Linked DNA regions of Mus musculus: region 1 is linked to region 2. The links are chromatin contacts, called in public Micro-C maps. All regions are on one chromosome and are shown on one strand. The core of a region is the stretch at or near the end of the contact, and the rest is flanking DNA. Distances in the headings are between cores, read along the strand shown.

Evidence for each region. A called contact is a pair of places that touch in the nucleus more often than the background predicts.
Region 1: a contact with region 2 is called in a Micro-C map of muscle stem cells, with 4 times the contacts expected there. The contact joins two enhancer-like sites. A contact is called at or near these places in 1 of 15 datasets of contacts at CTCF or cohesin (the NIH/3T3 cell line), 1 of 484 Hi-C or Micro-C datasets (muscle stem cells) and 1 of 115 datasets of contacts at active chromatin or transcription factors (bone marrow-derived macrophages).

Annotation. Positions count from the first base shown.
Region 1 is chr5:5,315,207-5,322,622 of GRCm38.p6, reverse strand. All of the region lies in intron 2 of Cdk14 (cyclin-dependent kinase 14), which reads left to right. Among named protein-coding and RNA genes, the nearest start is that of Gm30151, 52 kb to the left of the region's middle. Within about 2 kb of position 1,977, at least 123 of the 459 cell types and tissues checked have an H3K27ac peak or open chromatin away from gene starts, as enhancers often do. A contact at or near this core is called in the NIH/3T3 cell line and muscle stem cells, where this site is marked.
Region 2 is chr5:4,989,866-4,996,959 of GRCm38.p6, reverse strand. All of the region lies in intron 10 of Cdk14 (cyclin-dependent kinase 14), which reads left to right. Among named protein-coding and RNA genes, the nearest start is that of Fzd1, 240 kb to the right of the region's middle. Within about 2 kb of position 3,394, at least 40 of the 459 cell types and tissues checked have an H3K27ac peak or open chromatin away from gene starts, as enhancers often do. A contact at or near this core is called in the NIH/3T3 cell line and muscle stem cells, where this site is marked.

The DNA of each region.
Region 1 (7,416 bases), core at 728-3,227, 330 kb before region 2:
TATATGAACTGAAGAATCAGAGGAGAGCATTAAGGACCCAAATAACCAGGCAGCAATGCCATTAGCGCTACCTCTGTTCTTCAGGGCAGTGGACTGACTCAGCCTTTCTATGTCTACCAGAGGGCCTGCGCACGTCTTTACTGCACACTTACCCTTTTGCAGTTTGTAAAACTCTATTTTGGGGAGGTGCATTTGGAACATGGCAGTGGAGAAGAAAGGCCCAGCTCTTGTCTGTCCAGAACCCCCTTACTGTGTGTCCGGGGAGAGCAGCAGCAGTATTAACAGTGAGAAGGGGTGAAAGCAAGTGAGTCCTGGTGCGGTAGATACTGTGCTTAGATACGTGCAGGGGGACAAGGGTGCTCCCTAGACACAGGCTTTGAACATCTTTTCCTCTTATTTAATATTTGTATCTCCAGTTAGTAGTGTTTTACAAGTGATGAATCTGAGGCTAAAATGTCAACTCATTTGCTCAAAGACATACATTGGTAGAGTGACAGAAATTAGGATTTTGACTGATCTCAAAATAGTGAAGATGCCTCTTATCTGGGGCTGCATTGTTTCTGTGAGTGTCGTGAGATGGTCTGATGTCTTCTCCATGCTGCTCTTAGCTCTGAATTGACCCACCCCTCAAATCTACAAATCTGCAAACAGTTGGGATGAATGAAAGGGCCAGTCCTGCTGACCCAAACCTGCAGGAGCCGCAGGAGACAGGGCAACAACAGGATAAGCAGGAGTCCTAATGAAGATCCTCTAGTAATGGTGTCAAGTCATGGAAGCAGAGATCTCGAACCAGACCGATGCCTCACTGCAATGGACATTTGCAAGTAGAGATGTGTGGACAGAGGACAGACTGTGGGACACACTGTGGATTTCACCAAGAAACACCTGTACCTAATATCCTGCAGCCGGATTTGAGCAGTGAGAAGAATTTAGGAGCTCAGAGGCAAGTGCAGGACACTGGATGTTTATTTCTTCTGCTCCTCTTTGTCAGTTCCTACCTGTTTCTCTATAGCTTTCCCTGTGTCTCTCTGCGGCCCGCCCTCCCTTCTCTCAGTACTTGCTCCTTGCCTGAACTTCAGCAATTCTCTCACTCTTTGACCCTCTCAGAACCATTTGCTAGTGATAACCTTGTCTGCCTATGTTTTCTTTCATTACTTTACTTTTTTCTTTTCTTCTTAACCGTTTTATTGATTCTTTGTGAGTTTCACAGCATGTACTTCAGTCCACTCATCTGCCTGAGGAAAGAAGAATTTTGGGGGCAAACTACTGATTTTCAGATGAGTAATACAATTTCTAATCCTGTAAATGGAATTTGTTGATCTGGTCAAAGCCATCGGCAAATGCTGACCTCTTACATTATTAATCACATATTTGTGTGTAAGCTGAGAATTAGAGGTGAGATGCTTGCTGATTATCTGATATAAATCAGTGTAAATACTTACCTACTTCATAACCTTACATGAGTGATGCATTTCAGAGTGAAAGCTCTATACACATTTCACATGCAGATCTGGAGTGTGACCACATCTTTGGGATGCTAATATGGCTCCTGCTTGCTGTGGAGTAGGCAAAAGGGCATTCATTCTTCATGGTTTCCTGTGGCCATTAGTAATTCTGCCAGGGGGTTGGACATCCTGGGACTTTGCCAGCCTTTCTTCAGAGAGATTGACTCATGTTGAAAGATCTTGGAGTTCCTGTGGTCTGTTAGTTCTTCTGGTTTGTTGCTTGTGGTGTGAGCCAGCACACATACATTCCCAGCTGAAAATCTAACTTGCAGGGGCTTAATTCTAGTGAAGTTACCTCAGCTCTTTTTTTTTGCATTTTAGAGAATAGCAAGCCCCTCATGCTGCTTGGGGGTCTTGCAAACATAGATTAGCCCATCTTTTTAGAACATTTACAGCTCTCAGGGGAAAGTGCTTTGCAACTTGGCAGGCATAATTACTAGTATACGACAGCTGGAATAAGGCAAACCAAATGTACCCTCTTGAAAACCAAACGCTAACCCCTTTCTTCTGGGGCCTCCTTTGCTTCCTTCAGAGGGCTTGACTGTGAAAGCTTTGGAGCTGCAATGGGGGAGTTTTAAAATTATTATCCAATGTTCCACCATAAGTCTGACCTTAATATTTTGGCATCTGAAGCTCAGTATGTCATACACAGTGGTCTAGGATCTTGCTGGACGAAGCCAACAAGTGCTTTCATTTTAGTTTGTGGGGGCTTGGAGCCTCTTGAGCTGGCCCCGCCCTGTTCCCAGGAACACTCGGTGAGCACTGCTGTCTGTGTGACTGAGAGAAAGTGAGAGCGAGGAACAACTTTCTACTTCCTTGTTCTTACTCCAAGTCACAAACAGGAAGTGTTTTTTATACTTATAACAAAACTAGCAATAATGAGGAAAATATTTTGTAGACAATTACTGGCAAAAATTGATAATTTTTTGTTGCTCTTGGATATTTAAGCCCCCTGTTGACATCAACCAGGTCACGCCACACAGAAAGTGGTATTTCAAAATGTTTTCTAAGAGATTTATTGATAAAGATTAGTGCCATAAACATTCGGTTGTTAGCGATGACTGCTCCTATGACAGTATCTCACTTCCTTAATGACTTCGTTTTGTGGAATGAAGAGACTATCATAGTTTTACATGCTGAGAGAGCTTACTCAGCACTCTGGATCATTAACTATGATCAGGACTTTGGTTGCAAGTTTATTTTTGTTTCTTGCTCAAAGAGGTGTGTGTGTGTGTGTGTGTGTGTTTGTTTTCAATGCAATTTGTTAATCCAATCTTTTCTTCATGTTTTTATTTTCTTATGCAACCCTGGGTAGAGAATGTTAGAAACTGAAGCTAGAATAAAGGCCTAAGGGCTGGTATGAACCCTGATAGTTAATCTGAATATCTTTACTTCTCTAGAGCCGTGGTGGCAGAGATGTCCTGGATCCCTGTCAATGACCATTTTATATTTTCTAGACCCGTGCTGTGTAATAGTGCCCCTTTTGTATAATTCTTACTGTCCACTCTGTAAAAGGTGGCTTTTGGGACTGAAGAACTGAACTGTTAACGTTAGTTCACTTAGGTAACCGCATGCTGCCAGTGGCTGCTTTAGGGAAGAGCACAGCTCTAGGGAGTCATTTGTTTTCCCAAGGCTTGCCTTAAGCTTTAACTAATGGCCTGCTGGACTTAGCGACTAAAGTACAAACGTTTAATTTCTGGCTGTTTTTAGTCAGGGTCTTCTGTATCTCCGACTGCCTTTGACTTCACTGTGTAGCTGAGGATGTCCTTGAATGTCTCCATCCTCCTGCCTTACCTCTCGGGTACTGGGATTACAGGTGTGAGCCATTGCATGGGGCTTAGCGTGAGAAGTTATTGTCTGGCCTTGTTACTCCATGCTAAGAATGTCGCTGAATATTTAAGTTTTACCACAAATGTGAACACTATGAGCTCTCTTTACACTGTAAGGGAGCCAGGGACCACAGAGCAAGAGTAGCTCCGCTAGGGCCATAGATCCAGCGGACGTCCGCTAGGGCTATAGATCCAGCGGATGGCTTTGGTCTTGTTTTGCTACAAAGTCTAGTTTTATTTTTCTCCAGGAACAGGATCCCTTGTGAGCCACTGTTTTTTTCTGCTTTTCTAATACTGTCTTAGGACAATATTGCAGCTTTTCAACATTTTCATCACCCTAAAATCAAACGCCGATCTGATTGCATTTCCCCTCTCTCCACTGACAACTACGTCCTTAATTTTTGTTTCTAAAGATTTCCTGGAATGACATCACAGTACTACCCTGGCTTCTCCAGGCTGGTGTAGCAAAATAACTGTATCCTGGTGTCTTACAGCAGCATTTACTAGTGAGGTTCTTTGTCTTTACAGTAACAGTTCTGAAGGCTGCAGGTCTGACATGGGGAACATCAGCCTAGTAAAGGTTCGGTGAGGGTGCTATTCTAGGTTGTAGAATGCTGGAATTTGTAGGGTGACCAGATGGAGTGAAGCTTTGCTCTTCTGTCCTCCTAGTAAAGGTGCTAACACCACCCTTATGATTAATTAATTTCTACCTTCATGATTTAATTACTACCACCATCCCACCAGAGATGAGACTGACATGTAATGTATTTTCAGATCTTTGCCACGAACCTTCTTCGACCATAGTATTTATTCACTAAATAGGTTTTGCATGGGAGGAATTTCTTGTGAATCATAATTTCTATGATATATTGCTATTGTATGTAACAGTCTTTCATTCTTTTGGGTAGTTTAATAATGCTCCTTTATGCATATTCTATGTTTTGTTTGTTTATTACTTGATGGATACATGTTATCCTTTTCTTGATCGTAAGAATTGCTGTAACAGGGAAGCTTTCCCCTGCAGACAATGGGAATGAATACAGAGACCCACAGCAGACATGATGCAAAGAGTGAGAGAACTTGGACCACTCAGCCCTAAGTGGGGGGTCTCCACCAAATCCTTCCTCCCAGAGCTCAGGGAACTGTGCCGAAGGGGAAGCAGAAAGAGTATAAGATCGAGTGTGGAGGATGCCAGGAAAACAAGGGTCTCTGAATCAAAATGAGCAAGGCTCATATGCACAGAGCCCGAGGCAGCACGCACAGGGCCTGCACGGTCTGCACCAGGCCCTCTGCGTCTATATTATGGTTTTTAGCATAGTGTCTTTTAAAAAGAGATACCTGAGTGTGTGAACAGGTGTGGCTCTGTTTCTTGTGCCTTTCCTTGGGCTCTTTTTCTTCTCTTTGTCTTGTCTGATTCTTATGTGATAGTTTTTCTTTTATTGTATTTTTTTAAATATTTTATTAATTATCCCTTAGAAGCCTGTTCTTTTAAAATGAGAGGAAGAAAGGGAATGGACCGGGATGAGAGGGGAGGTGGGGGAGGACCTGAGAGGGGCAGAGGGAGGAGAAACTGTAATCTCAGAATACTAGGTGAGAAAAGAATCTCTTTCAATAAAAGAAACAGGATTGCTGTTATAAACATACACACGTAAGTGATCTTGGGAGATTACAGTCTTATTTTGCTTGTGTGTAATTGTGAGACGAGGTTGTATGTGGCTCCCTGAGACAGTCCCGTGTTCTCTCTCATGCTTGCTTCCTTCTCCCTGTAACAGTCATGTTTCCTTGCCTATCCTGAAACTTTCAAAGTTAGCCATGCTGGCCTTGAACTTTTGATGATCCTCCTGCCTCTGTCTAAGGAGTACAGGGACTACAGATGTGTGCCTCCTTGCCCCTTTCCTAACCAGAGCAACTTTCACTGTGGTAAGTGGGATTGTGCCTTCTTTCCTTGTGGTGACTCCTATTCAGATCAGGGTAAATCAAACTGTAGATTCAAGAGAAGACTTGTGAAAGGCTAATGTAGTGTACCAGCATGTCTATGTTAGTTAATTAGTTAGTTAGTTAACTGTAGTGTACCAGCATGTCTATGTTAGTTAATTAGTTAGTTAGTTAATTGTAGTGTATCAGCATGTCTATGTTAGTTAATTAGTTAGTTAGTTAACTGTAGTGTACCAGCATGTCTATGTTAGTTAATTAGTTAGTTAGTTAACTGTAGTATACCAGCATGTCTATGTTAGTTAAATTAGTTAGTTAATTGTAGTGTATCAGCATGTCTATGTTAGTTAATTAGTTAATTAGTTAGTTAGTTAATTGTAGTGTACCAGCATGTCTATGTTAGTTCTGGCTAAATTTTGTGTCTTAAATAATCAACAATTTTGGACTTTGGCAGCCATTGTTTATCAATGGTATTTTCAGAAAGTTTGTAACATCTTTCTGTATGCGTTTCAGGGGTATGGGCTGGTTCCGTAAGTGACATCCTCTGCATTACACAGACAGCAAAATTCCATGGGCTGATGGTCAGAAATCAGTTGAAATAACAAACGGCACTTCTGCATAAATACTCAAGAAATCTGGGGTGAAATTTATGAGCTCAAAGCAGGACAAAAGTCTCTGATAGTTTATAGACTTTTCCTGTTCCTTGGATTAGACTGGGAGCCTGCTGATCTGTCTATAATTTTAAGGCAGAATAGCTTCTTTCTGTTTTAAAAACATGGACATTTGTTGTAGAAATGACTGAAATGTGAGGCAGCTTTAAAAAATATTCCTAGTGTATTTCCAGAAATAATTTTATTAAAATACAGATATGATAAACTTAGCTCTGCAAGAATATTGCCTCCAATTATAGTACAATTGGCTAAGAAGGGAAGGAAATCTCCACATTGGATATTTTGATTTACCCTGTGTTATCAGAGTCTTTAGTTATACACACAATGACATGAAGCTGGAATGAAGAAAATTGCCTTGTAATAGAGCAGAGGACTATGGGAAAGTTCCAGTAGTTCAGAAGGAGCCCAGCCATCTGAGTCCCTAAGAGGGATACAGTCTGGAGATGGTGATGATGGTGGTGGTGGTGATGATGATGTGTGCATGTATATTTGTACAAGCTTATGTGTGTATATAAATCTTTTGAACTTATTTTTAATGATTAAAAATAAGGAATTTATTAATTTGAAGCCAAAAAAGGAAATTCTTATGAAGTGGATAAGCACTGAGCTTAGAATTTCATACTAAGAAATCTTTTTGAGTCATGACTAGAGCCAAGATGCCCATAGAATTTCAGGAAGGCTGTTCCCAGACTGGCAAACACGATCAGACACTGCATATCCCACAGTGGGACATTTGCAGACCGCAGAGATGAGGAAATCAGTGGCTGCTCACTTGGAACATCTGGAAGCTTTGCCCAGGGAAATGGAGAGCGTGTAGGCCCTGCCAGAGGCTGGAGGGTCTTAAAGGGATGCTGGCATTGATAGATCCTCACAGGAAGACAGGAGAATCTGGCTTGTCGTGTCTGTGAGCGAGGGCAGCAACAGGAAGGCACCTGCTTGTGCAGCATGAGTCTTGTGTGCTACCAGCCACCCTGAATCTTCACTTTCCATTCTGTCCAGACTCCAGCTGGTGGGCTGGTGCCACACATGTTCTAGGTGGGTATTTGCCTCTTTGCTCATCCAGGTGCCTTGTCTCTGGAAACAACCTGCATGGACACACCGAAAGTGTGTCTATGATTCTCTCAGAGCCCAGTCTGGTTGGCAACCAAGATTACCAACCACAGAAACGAACGGCATAAATAACATAGGAGCTTGATCTGTTGAGGAAGAGATACAGTTTGAAAATCACTTTGGTGTGTTGCTTTGATGTATAAGCATGCAAGCAATGTTTTTGAACTTGTGGAGAATTGAGGAAGCATAATGGCATGTTCGCTGAGAGCAGAGATTCTAGCATCAGACTCTGGTGTCAACCTCTTGCCCGCTCAAGCCTCAGTTTCTTTTGCAAGAGTAGGATCAATTACTGTGACGGCCTCTTAGTATGACTGTAGAAGAGTGGATTTGTTAATATACACAGAAGTAACTGGATCAGTACCTGGCACC
Region 2 (7,094 bases), core at 2,145-4,644:
CATGTTGTAGCCAGACCTGCTGAATAAATGATCTAATGAAAATGGAAATAACCTTGAAGGAACCTCCAATAATGGCTCCACTTGTCAGTTTTTCTTTTCTTGGTTAAGGCAGTATTTTTCTTAGAGTTAAACATTCATGTCTTTTTATTCTCTGTCCAACTTCTATTAGTATGCAATCGTACTGAATGCGTAGGAGGAAAATTAGGATATACTCAGTAATTTGTGTGTTCTCCTGGCCATGTTCATGGAGCAAAGTTGGCTGACTTGGATATAATGCATTATCTCTATTAAAATATCGCCATAATATGCTGTCAAAAGCTTTAATCTGATAGAGATATTAGAAGGGTCTATTCTATGTGTTATGTGATGTTAAAGCCAAAGGGGAAAAACTGATACAGTTTGACCATTTATTATAAAGGTATGAAGTTCATAGTTCCAGGAGATGAAAATCTGTAAATATGGTAATAGGCATTTTAAGAGAGAAATCTTACTAAAGAACAGTAGAGCTCACTTTCTTCACCTATAGAATGAGGTTAGAGTATCCTTAGCTTTCAAGAAGGAGGAGGAATAAAAGGCGAAAGGTTTATATGATCTGAAGAGAAACCAGAGTATAAGTGGATGCTCACAGTCAGCTATTGGATGGATCACAGGGCCCCCAATGAAGGAGCTAGAGAAAGTACCCAAGGAGCTAGAGATCTGCAACCCTATAGGTGGAACAACAATATGAACTAACCAGTACCCCCCAGAGCTTGTGTCTCTAGCTGCATATGTATCAAAATATGGCCTAGTCGGCCATCAGTGGAAAGAAAGACACATTGTTCTTGCAAACTTTATATGCCTTAGTACAGGGGAACGCCAGGGCCAAGAAGTGAGAGTGGGTGGGTAGGGGAGTGGGGGTGGGGAGGGTATCGGGGACTTTTGGGATAGCATTGGAAATGTAAATGAAGAAAATACCTAATAAATAAAAAAGGAGGAGGAAGAGGAAGAAGAAGAGAAGCAGAAGCTTTCGTTCCTCTTTTAAATGAAATTTCGCTGATAATCTTGGGAGACTCCCAAAGCCCACCTTTTTGATTCCTGCCCCTACCATGCAAATGAACATTTAGGGTAAAAAAAGCTTTTCCAGAAACATCCCATGAGAACCACCAGAATTGTTCAGCTTTCTCCACCATATTTAAATTTTTGTCTTAATGTCTCCAACAGTTTGAGATTAAAGTCATAAAGTTCCCTGTATGTCTCAAAACATAGTTTCCATAAAAGTGTTTATTACCACTTTCTGAGTTCCTTTAGCTATTTGTTATGTAAATCAGTTGTGCTGCCTAGGTAGGCATTTTAACCCCATAGTGTCCTGTTCCATAGTTCACAGCTTGGCATTTCTTTTACTAATGCTAGTTGTAAATTAAATCAATAAATGTTTATGACATGACCGAGGTTGTTTATTGTAATAGGACTCAAGATGCAAAGATAAATAAGACACTGGCCTTCTCTCCTGGGGCCTCCCATTGTGGCCAGGGAGAAAGTCCAGGAAGTATGTTATGGTAGCACATGGTAGCAACACTTTGGCCTGCTTAGTAACCCACCCTCTTCATGTCTAATAAGAATCCCAGATGTAGCCATTCTTAATCACTTCTGACGTGTCACGAATGAAGTAACTCACACGTGTTCTCCACATTTCAGTAAGTGGCAGTACCTATTGAAACTAAAGCCAGCAATCTAAGAATCATTCTAAATTATCACCCTTTTTTAGCCTAACCTAGTGAACCAGGCAATTCTCCTCATTCTATTCCTAGACTGGATGCTGAGTTGGCCCACACATCACCATGCCTTTTTCTAAGAACCCATTCTGTCTCCATTGCTTTCCACCTCAGCTCCCCTGCCTTCCAGCTTGAGCACTCTCATTTTCACAGGTGCCCAGCCTCGGTGAGTTAGCCTGTAAGGTGGTAGACTTCCAGAGAGACAACAATGGTGTATCTCAGAAAACTGAGGATTTATTTCGTCTGTGTAATGCAAACTGCTAAATGTCCCGAGGCTCTGCTCCACACATTATCCAGCCTTGGCATTTCTCGTGTCCACAGCCCCTCTCACTCTTTTGGGTATTGCCATCATTCACCTGGTTGAAACTGAAAAACCAGTGCAGCACTCAGGAGCCTTTACTTAAGGATGTGGCCGAGAGGTTGCTTGGAGAGTTTTGTCCAGAGTCCTGCAAAATAATATAAGATCATGATAAGAGAAAATTATTCAAAGAAAATTGTTCAAAGAAAATTCCTCGAGATTGTCTGCCTAAAAGAGAAAATAGAAAATGGTTTTAAGTAAACTTTCACATAGGATTCAGAACGTCAAATTATGTTAACAGCCTTTAATAACTTTTACATTGCACTTTGATTAAGATATCAAACAGATTCTTCCGACTACAACCCATCAGAATGTGTGACAGTTAGCTAAAGCAGGCTTTGAAGTATTTTACAGCATTAAAAGCTTACACTGGGAAATGGAGAAGTTTGACATCAATGATTTATGTGTTTATTCTATGAAGTAGGAGAATAGAAGTGAATTAAATCAAAGGCAATGGGAAAGAAAACAATAATAAATGTCAAAGAAGAGATATGCAATTGAAAGCAAAACTAATTGAAAACATCAACAAAGTCAAGCGCGATCAACACCTAGATCCATGATGGAGACAACAGATGAGAGGTATTCACAGAGCTGGGACAGGAGAGGCAAAGGGCTGGTTGGGAGGCGGGAGCTTGACCAGAGCTGGACCACAACTGCAGGTCAGAGACTGGAGGCTAAGAGTCACAAGCCTGTGTCCTTGGCTGGCTTCTGGAAGATGGAGAAGCACGTGATGCTGGAGAGGCCTACAGTGCTGGAAATGGAACATTATTGGGTGGCCAGTGCACTGCTATGGTCTCCTGACCAAACTCCTTTCTCCTCTAGGGTACCTTACACATCTTTTACCTAGTAAAGCTGATAGCTGTCTTCTTCTGGAAAGAGGGAAGTGTAACAGGGAGATGCTTGGAGCTTAATAGTGTTGCACTGAAAGCAGAGATAGTTTGTACTATATATATATATATATATAATGTAATAATATATATATAATATATATATTAGTTTTATGAATTTTCGCTGAAAATTTCAAAAGCTTTTTCTTATTCAAACGCACAAGAATACGTATAATGTTATTATTGACTAACAGGTGACAAAACCGGGCTTACATAGCATGGTTTAATGGTGGCAATTATGTGTCTGGAATGATTACAACTCCAGTTCCATGGACTTGCAGTCAGGGAGCCATGGAATATAAAAATTCCAACTGAATTTGTTGCACTTGGATGCAGTGACACATTTTGGCAGAACTTGAAGGTTTAGGATTTCACATTCCAGGGTGTGGCTACAGTACCATTCTGACACAGAATTAGCATCTCTAATTAATGTTATATAAAACAGAGGCCAGGGAGGCAGAGCCATCAGGGATTGTTCCTTGTAAGGCAAATAGTATTTTTAGGACCAGCGTGCATTTTTCTTTTCGTCCACATGGCACTCAACAGATGGTGATGTGGGCGGCTGTGGTTTAAGATCTGAAGTAGTTCATAAAGACATCCAGTCTTATCCTTGTCTGTCCTAGAGGCAGTGATGGCTACAGACTGATCCAGACATCTCTACCCAAGATCGTGCCAGCAATCCCTGTGGGTGGACCCTGCTGGACCCTGCAGACAGGCAGTGCCCTGAACAGCAGGATGGCTGGAGACAGCTTGTTTCTGCCTGCTGGCAGTGCTCAGAATAGGCATAGCCAGGCCGATTTCATTATGAAAAAGAACTTTTTCTTCCCATGGCATTCCTTAATTCTTAAAAATAAATCCTGAGGCTGAAATCATCTTTCTCCAGAAGTTCCCTTTGGATTATTCTTAATATTTCATTCCACCTGCTGTATAAGCTGTGTCTGTCCAGAGTCTTGGACTCTAGCAGGAAGGGCAAAGGAGTAACGAGGAGCAGGCCTTAGCATGTGCTTTTGTTTATATTCCACAGAAAGCACACGAGCCCCTTGACATGAATCCCTTACTACCAACACTTGTATCACCAGTTTCACTTTCTTCATTTGGTCATATCCCATCATTGTTATTACTTTTTCTCTAAATCAATAAACGGTTCCACTTACACTCATTTGATCCTCTCTTGTCTTTTGATGCTTGCTTGTGTTTGTAGCCTTGCTATGTAGACCAGGCCAAGCTCAAACTCGTGACAGTGCTGCGTGATCCTCCAGCCTCAGCCTTCTGAGAGGTGGGATTTCAGGCACTCAACACCATGCCTGCAGATCTTCTCTTCTCTTATGACTTCCTAAATTAAAAAGCATTCCACATCCCAGTAGATTTCAGAAGTGTGTATATTGAGAAGCCAAGCTTGGTCAGCGTTTTACTGTAATTCTTAGGAGCTCCGATAGAAAGCCCATGCGTGTCCTTGCTCTCATCCCAGGCAGTCAGGCCCTGAAGAGCGTACATTTGAGGGTAGTATCTGTGCTGATTTCCAGAGGTGCAGTGAGCATTATTTCAGCTTGTTTTCTTTTTTTTTCCCCACATATTTCAGTCATGGATGGTTTTCTTACTCATTTCATATAAACCTTCAAATTTTGTTTTAGAAGCTATGTGTCAATCCAGTTTGTGTGGGTATATTAGTCAGGGCTCTCTAGAGTCACAGAACTTAATGGAAAGTCTCTGTAGATTAAATTAAATTACTGGAATGCCTTGCAGCCTATAGTCCAACTAACCCAACAATGGGCAGCTGTGAATGGGAAGTCCAAGAATTGAGTAGTTGCTCAATCCTAGGAGGCAGAGTGTTTCAACGGGTCTTCTGTATAAGCTGGAATCCTGAACAAGTAGATTCCAAAAGATGTGCTGTAAGTGCAGGCAGGCAGAAAAGAACGAGGCCTTCCTTCTTCCATAGTCCTTCTAGCGGAAGGTGTGGCTCAGATGAAAGGTGTGTGTCACCAAGCCTGGACTTGGAACTTGCACTGTCCCAGGCTAGCCTTGAGCTCAGGATGACTTGCCTTTGTCTTCTGGGATTAAAGGCATGTACCACCCTTCCTGGTCCCAAGGTTTTCATGGCTACTATGTCTCAATATACACATCAAAAGTCTGTGTTTTCCAGCCCCAAGATATGAATCACAGGTATGCCCTCCATTTCTGGATTGTATTTCATTCCAGATATAGTCAGGTTGGCAACCAGGAATAGCCGTCACAGTGGTTGAGTAAGTATCCCTATAACTCCTGAAGATGTAGGTTCTCCAATACCTCACTCTCATGAAAGAACAAGCCCACTGGGTCAGCCCTTATGTCATGCCCAGAGCTTTCTAAACTAACATTTTCTTTGCAGAAATGGTCCAGGACTGGTTGGTGCATCCCCAACATTTACATACTTCTCAGATAATTCTCTAAAAGCATTGGGCTGGTTTGCACTTCCCATCAGCATACTCTTTCCTAGTGTTGCTGGTTTGTGATTCAGTATTCTTACCCAGCCCAGTTTCTTTTCCAACATGCAGTGCACCCACTTCTGCAGAAGCCTGCTTATGTCTCAGATAATTTGCCAGTGTAGCATGCTTCCTTGGAGAACAGTGTTCAACCCAGACCTTCCTGGGGCTTCCTTCCTCACACACTGTGCTCCAGTGAAATGTGAGCTACGTACTGAATTAACCAGGGCCAGTCTTCTTCAGCCTGTGGCATAGAACACTAAGTTCTGATAGGCATTTTCTAAACACTCAGAGCACTGCTAGACACATTTATAAAATGTATAACAACCAGATAACTGTTACCAGTAATTGGCAGTCAAACAAATCCGCCTCAGCTCCAACCACCCACCACAGGAGCAGAATAAATGTTATTTTTCCCTTTTTTCCTCCCAGATGAATAGAAGCCTCAGATTCATTTCAGCTGTACAGAATGAAAAAGCCTTCAAGCTACCACCTGTCAATAATCCCTTTTTAAAAATTCTATAAAGACAATATAGCCCCAATAAAGATAGTCTGGGAGAACAGGAGAGAGAAAAATAAAACTCCTGACAACTTCTTTATTTTCATTTTTATATGTTTTTTTTTTCCTAAGTTTTAGCCATCTGTCATCTGTGGTTGATGTCTTTTCATGAATACAGTTTTACATTCTGATTTGTGTATTTCAAACATTTAATTTTGTTAGACATCCCATCTAATGGTTTCAGCCAGTGAGTCTGGGAGTGATGGATGGGTCTTTTCCTCAAAAGACCTGCACTTCTTGAGATGGACTGTCAGTAGATATATATATATATGAGCACTCATTCTAGTCACAGCATAGCCTTACAGGGCACTGGCAACATGAGAAAGGCTAAGGAGAAGGCCAGAACACTGGAACTTTGCACTATTAGCCACTACTGGTGGTCCTTTTTCTCAGGAGGTTGCAGTCTGGCACTTTACAGAGCTCTGTTGACTAGAGGTGTAGCCAGCAAAGGGCCTGACACTGAGAGGCTGCTGTGAGACTGGGATCCTCAGAATAATTGAGGGTGAGAAAAACGTGGGCCAGTGCGGGACTTGGACACAGAGCCCTGTGTACTCACGGCAGCTTTTGAGCTAAGTCTGGAATAAAGGCCACGTGAATTCAGCCTGCATTGAGGTTAGTGTTTGTTTCTCAAGTATTTGTTAGCAATCTTGCATGCTCTCCTCCCCCATTCTCTCCCTCTCTCCCACCCTTCTTTCTTCCTTTACTGACGCATTTTGTCTCTGAGATGCCTACTTGACAAATGTACACCACCCCCCCCCCAAGTCAAAGGTTATGGGTATTAGATTTTGCCATAGTGAACAGAGATGACTTACAGATATAAAAGCCCCTTCCGTTATTATTTTTTCATTTGTTTTCTCCTTCCGATTTCACAGAGGACTTGAATGTTTTCTAGGTGAAACAGGGAGGACATTCAGTTTGCTAAAGTGTACGAAACACTTCTTGAACAAGCATGCAGAGTTAATGTATGCCAACATTTTCTCCATTTTAGAGCTGTGACCTCTTTTTGCAAATTTTAATTGCTTTATTGAAATATAATTGTCAATTGTAAACTAAATGGTATAGCCTGTCATAGAGTTACCC